Regions from separate parts of the Mus musculus genome. Here region 2 is linked to region 1. Evidence: chromatin contacts called from public Hi-C data. All regions are on one chromosome and are shown on one strand. The core of a region is the stretch at or near the end of the contact, and the rest is flanking DNA. Distances in the headings are between cores, read along the strand shown. Region 1 has its middle 4.2 kb from the start of Gm31333. Region 2 overlaps Myt1l (myelin transcription factor 1-like).

Region 1 (2,837 bases), core at 223-2,722:
CTAGCTGGCCACTGTCAGGTGGCTCCATGTAGGTCTGTTGCCTGTCTTACAGGGGTTGACTCATTGTGGGACTTCAAGAAAATGCTTATACGATCAACAGGGAATGATGGGACTCAGTCTGCGGTGTGAGAAGCAGGTACTTTTTACTAGACTCTGACTTAAGTAACCCCTGTCACAGAGCCCTCATTCCTCTTCCCAGAAGACACCCCTGCAGCCTGGGCCCAGAAATGTGTGTGTATTAATGTCTAAATCTTGTGGTTTTCAAGGTTTATCTCTAGAGATCTCAAAGGTCACACCAGTGTCATAACTGCTCTGTGCAAGAGCTGACATCAGGCCATAACCAAGTCTTTTCTTGAGCAACTCCAAGTTCTTAGGTCAGTGCCTCTCAGGACAGGCATAAACCAGAATGAATTGGAGCATCCTGTATAGGTAGTGAGGTTAGCAGACCACAGCTTTCTTGGGGGTGGGAGTGGAGGTGGGGGTAGGGGTGGGGGCAGGGGTGGGGGCAAGGTTAGGGTAGGGTAGGATGGGGCTGCTGCCCTATGTCTATTCTGACAAGGTCCTTGCCCATTCCCACTTGGCCCACACCCGCCCAGCACCATCTGCCTGCTCCCGGCTGGCACTCTGTCAGCTTCACGGCACTGCAATGAGCTTGGAAAGCTGGTGCATGGCTTAGCAGAGAGAGAATCTAAAATCCTTCCTCTGCCCACACGCCCCCCCATAGACCCCCCTACTCCCCCTCCTTGCTCCCCTCCACAACCAATTTATCTGCCAGTCCAGCCTACAAGCAGAGCTGGGGCCAAATTGGCTGCTTGCCCATGCTTATCAGACTCTGTGACCAGATGGCAGGAGAGCGGCCCATGGCAGGCAGGACAGGGCTGGGAAGTCCCTGTGTGCAGAGAGTGCTCACTGGGGAGGCATGAGGCCAGAAGGTTTTCTAAGTTGCAAAGGAGGTAAGGGGGAGAGGGACACTTTATCCCTGAGGGAGTCAATGGACTGTGGAGTATGTTTATGTAAACACATGGACACATGTATGCACATATGTGCCCTTATGTGGTTTTATACATTTGGGTGTATGCATGGTACGTGTACTTTTGCACACGTGAATCGCTTGTGCATCTATGCACACATGTGTATATTCCTGGTGCTGTAGAGAAAAAGCAGGAGGTGGGACTGGGAATGTCCTGTGCATCCGAAGTCCTAGAGGTGTGCCACTCATGGCCTGCCCTGGCACTGGTGTGCATAGTCGGCTGCAGGCTTGACTGCTTGGCTCGTTTCAGCCAGCTGGACTGGCTACACTGGAGACTGCACAGCCTAAGCAGAGGCCAGCTTCTCTGGCTGGGGAGGGACTCCCAGCTGCTGGCCAGAGGCAGCATGCATATTAATTCATTGATTCATTCCAGATTCTGCAGGTGTTCTCTCCAAGCCCACACCTCTGGAAAGTAGGACACTGTGAGAACTGAGAGGAGGCTGGCTTGCCACGGCGCAGAGAAAGGGAGTATTCAAGGTCGCTTGCGGGAGACGCATTGACTCACTCCTAGGTGATCTTTCAGGGGATTGGGTGAGGAAGGCCCAGCTTCCTGGCCTCCCTGGTACCACTCTTAGCAGGTTACCCTACCCCATTGATGACACCAACCCCCAGAGTCTGTTCATGTCCTTTCCGCCCTGTGCCAATCCCTGGGTGGTTTTGGCCTCTCCCTGGTAAGTGCTCCATCTTTGCCCAGAGCTCTGTTTTCTCTTCAGATCTCCCAGGCTGTACCCACTGCTCCCCAAGGCCTCTGTGCTGTACCCTGGTGGAGATTCACAGACCACCCAAAACCTGCAGCCTGGGCCATTCCCAACTTTCTCCCCTGCTTCTGTATTCGGTCTCTGGAAGCCTAACTCCTTTCCACCAGGCCTCGACCACTGCCCGTGGCACCTGCACCTCATCCTCTGGTCTTCCACAGCCAGGTCCCAGGCTTCAGGTTTTGCTCATCGCCGTGACACTTTAGGAACCACATTTTATCCATTCTCCAAACTGTCCCAGGTAAGGACTCTTCCTTCTGGTACAGCTAGAATCCGTCTACCTGGTGCTTAAAGCCTGTGCACAGAGCTCCATAAACTTCATGAATGCCCTGCTCTGAGGCCTCTCAGGCCACTCTCTGACTCCCTCCATGATGCTCACATGCTCCCTTCACTGTGCTCCACCAACTCCAGTGTGGTCCACATGAACCGACCAGGACCCACATTCAGTCCTGCCAGGCTCCCACTGAGCCTCTCACTCAGCCTCAGCACCTCATCCTGCTCCAGCCTTCTTTTCACATTACACAGGCTTCCTCCTTGACCTTTACAGGATCAAAATTGTCTTATGTTACCCCCTCTCTGTGTGCTAGGGGGTGACAAGGTATTTGTATTTCAACCACAAAAGTGTGCTGCATACTGCTGCCCCTCCACCGCATTCACACAGGATATACCTGTCCCTGCCCCCCAAACTCAGGCTCAAGGCTCTGTCTGGCGATAGAACTGCCTTCTTCCCCTTGGCCTGTCTCTGACCACTGAACTTCCTGATCTGTCTGAGGCATCATAAAGTACCTCTCTCTGGGAAAGAGAGACACTTGATGTCCATGCTTATGCATTTCTCTCCTGTCCCCTCAACTAGAGGGGATTTGTTCTCTGCTCTACAATAACCCATTACTGGTGTGAACACGCCTAACTTCAGGGCTGTTTTCACTGAACTTAAGTTGCCTTAAAATTTCTCTCACCCTGATGTACCTACAGATTCTATATGTTCTATTCAAAATGTAGATCCCAGCTGCTTCCATGTGGGCCAGGGCTTGGGACTCTTCATTCCTAGGAAG
Region 2 (3,141 bases), core at 638-3,137, 480 kb after region 1:
GTGAAGGGTCAAACACCTTCTAATCCATGGCTTGCATTTTAGTGAGAACATACCCCATTCTATATGGCTTTATAACTATAATCTGAGTGCATACTAACATGCAACCTATAGTAAATGTGCTCTACAAGTGGCCTGCATGCTCAGCTCACTGTGAGCCACTGCTCCTCGGGGAAATGCAAGGTTCATGTGCTGTAAGCATCTGACTACCACACTTCATAGACCATGTACGGCATCCCCAGTGCTCTGTGTGTTCCTGCTTCATGACACCCTGCCCAGCACACGCTGTTGATTCACCGACATTGAACACCCTCCCGGCAGCTCTTCCTTCCAGTCACGGAAGGAGTATACCTAATACACCTGCTTTCACTGAGACGTACAACACAGCCTTCTCCTTTCAGGAACACCAAACAGCTCTTCTTTTTACATCTAAACTACAAAAAGGGTAATAACATGAATCTTCACCTGAAATAGACGACAAGAAGGACACTTGTGTGCATTATGACAAGATCTGAACCGTGCACCTCACAGGCGATTATGGTGGCCTTAGGGAGGGTAGAAGAGGCTGGAGAAAGGCTACGTTGCAGGTGATCTAGAGTTTGCATTGAAGGGAAAATGAATTAAGACGTTTTCTTGTTTGTTTTTTTTTCTAAGTGTTTTAGTGTGAATTGGATTTGGGGGATTGTGCACTATTCTAGACGTGGTACTAGATCCGAGTATAGAAAGATGCACAGCCTCATCCTTGAGTGAATTCCAAGTGAGGTCAGGGTGAGTTTATTCTGCTCTAGCTCCCTACAGAAACACCTACTTTGAATTTACAAAGCAACCTGAATGCCATACTGTTGACTTCTGCTGGGCTACCTGTTGGCAGGTGACTGAGATTTCATTAGGTAAACAGAAAGAACAAACTTCAAAATCCCTGTTGTCCCTGAAAAGGGGGCTTAGCTGGAAGCCAAGATTTATTTTTCGCCTTGTAAAAAGAGAAAAAAAAATCGTACCAAACAAGAAAATCAGCTATTATATGGTGACTTCTTCTGTACTTCTTTTTATAGGAATTTTAATTTATTTAATTTATTTTTATTTCCTCCACAGGAAATAAAAGTAGGACAATTGATAATCACAAATTAGGAGTGACAGTACTTGGAAGGTTGTTAAATGATAAATTTAATGATGCTGGAGGCTGAAAAAATGAACTTGAAAGGACTGGGGCAACTTCTCCTGGATTTCTGGAGATGGTGGGAAGGGCAGGGTCTCTGATAACAGGTGAGACCCATTGCAATGGTGTTGTATAGCTGTTAAATCCAATCCAACACCCCTCTGCTTCAAAGTCAGAGGTTTTTGAAATTTCAGTTCATTTTGTCCCTCTCTTATCTGGTGTGATCATGGTCAGGTACTATTCAAACCACTTGGCTTCAGATCACTCATATAGATCAGGTTCTTCTTGGTCTAACCTGCTACATTCAACTGTTGATGTGCCCCATGTTGATATGCTAGGTGATATTTCCTATATCAACCAGGTCAAGTTTTCTAAATATGAGAACTTTCTAAATATGTACCAAGGGCTACTTTACTTTCTCAAGCATTTTAGAATTTCAGAACTTCCTCTTCTGATAATGTCTCACTATATAGTAGAAAGATGCAGTCTGGGAAGGCTTATTTCCACCATACATAATTTATATGATATTGCTAATGGAGTGTTGTCCATGCTGGAGTACTTGACCAGGAAAACATGCCAGCTACATGATAGAGGAATTTGTGGGTATGATATTGTTAAGAATGCAGAGATGGGAATGATGTCTTAGATTGAAGGGGATACCCAATGGAGGGATATTTTCAAAGAAGGAGATCTGTAGTCATGGAAACAAATTGAAGTGGTCTGCCAACCAGGCCAGGAGCCAAGGATGCTAGTGGCCCCCACAGTGTGGAAAGGCAAGGGTAGAGACTCTCTTCTGAGTCTTCACAGGAAGGCAGTCTTGCCAACACTTCCATTATTTTGGACTTTTGCCCTCCAGTGTTGGCAGATAATAAATGACTATTGGTTTCAAGAACTAAACTAATTTGTTATAGGAACTCTATGGTCTCAGGAAGCCATGGACACACCAGATCAGTCTGTATCATGTATTTAAATTGATTATAAAGATAGCTCATGAAATTTTCACCGCGATCAAATGCCATTTATGTAGAAACACTCTGTAAACATCTGAGTTCAACACAGAGGTCCTGGTTTTGTCAAAATGAAGGTATACATCCAAGGAAACAATAGGATGCTTTCCTACTTAGTCACCTCCCTCTCCCAACTCCCCAAGCTCTATGTTTGAGTTGAGAGTAAAACTAAGGGCACTCTGAGCTTTTGTCAGTGGTTTGGTTTCCGAGGTCCCTCCCAATGGGCCTTGGTATGCTTCACCTTCTCCAGAAGAAGCCAAGAAACTTGTGTGCACCTTCCCTTTCTACACACAAGGAAGTGACGTGCAAGTGACTGTCTCTGCCAGCTAGTTCCCGGACGAGAAGACAATGGGGTGTTTTAGAAAGAAAAGGACCAGTGAGTCAGACAACACTATAGATGCTAGAAATAAAGAAGGTCAAGGTATAAGCAAGGGCCCACCCTGCCCACTCACAATGCGTAACTACTGAACCAACAACATCTGTTGTTCAACAATCGAAAGCAAAGCACATCTCTCCCTGGATCCTAGGAGCTGCAGGACCAGAGGAGACGGCTCTGTCCTGCACAGCCTCTTCGAAACCGTGCTGAGGACTCTACCACCTTCCTCTGGCTCGGTGAATGAATGCTGAGAAAAGCTCATAGGCCGTCATTATTCTTGAGCTAGCCAGGTTGTTTGTATTTAGTAACGTAACTGCAGTCAGTAGTCTGCCGTAACTGTATGGGAGATTTCTGAGCTTTGCTTCACAGGTAGAGGGGACAAGAGGAAGTCTTTGTCTCAGTCTTGTGATACAGACAGTCTTAAGACTCTTATCTTTAGAAGTTGACATTTGCAAATATTTCCTATCAAAAAGCATATTTGCTTTCCCAAGGATAGACGAGCACGTTATGATAAAGCCAACCCACGCTACCTCATGATCAGGGATGGTGTAGTCAAGATCTCCTTGTCCTGATCCCCTCCCACTGCTTAACCTTTCTAAGTCTAC

The links. Hi-C and Micro-C count contacts between places; a contact is called where the count stands out from the background.
Region 2: a contact with region 1 is called in a Hi-C map of neural progenitor cells, with 2.2 times the contacts expected there. The contact joins two enhancer-like sites. A contact is called at or near these places in 2 of 484 Hi-C or Micro-C datasets (the N1E-115 cell line and neural progenitor cells) and 1 of 115 datasets of contacts at active chromatin or transcription factors (VIP interneurons).

Annotation. Positions count from the first base shown.
Region 1 is chr12:29,136,314-29,139,150 of GRCm38.p6, forward strand. No RefSeq gene overlaps it. Among named protein-coding and RNA genes, the nearest start is that of Gm31333, 4.2 kb to the right of the region's middle. Within about 2 kb of position 1,473, at least 70 of the 459 cell types and tissues checked have an H3K27ac peak or open chromatin away from gene starts, as enhancers often do. A contact at or near this core is called in neural progenitor cells, where this site is marked.
Region 2 is chr12:29,616,039-29,619,179 of GRCm38.p6, forward strand. All of the region lies in intron 2 of Myt1l (myelin transcription factor 1-like), which reads left to right. Among named protein-coding and RNA genes, the nearest start is that of C630031E19Rik, 69 kb to the right of the region's middle. Within about 2 kb of position 1,888, at least 3 of the 459 cell types and tissues checked have an H3K27ac peak or open chromatin away from gene starts, as enhancers often do. A contact at or near this core is called in neural progenitor cells, where this site is marked.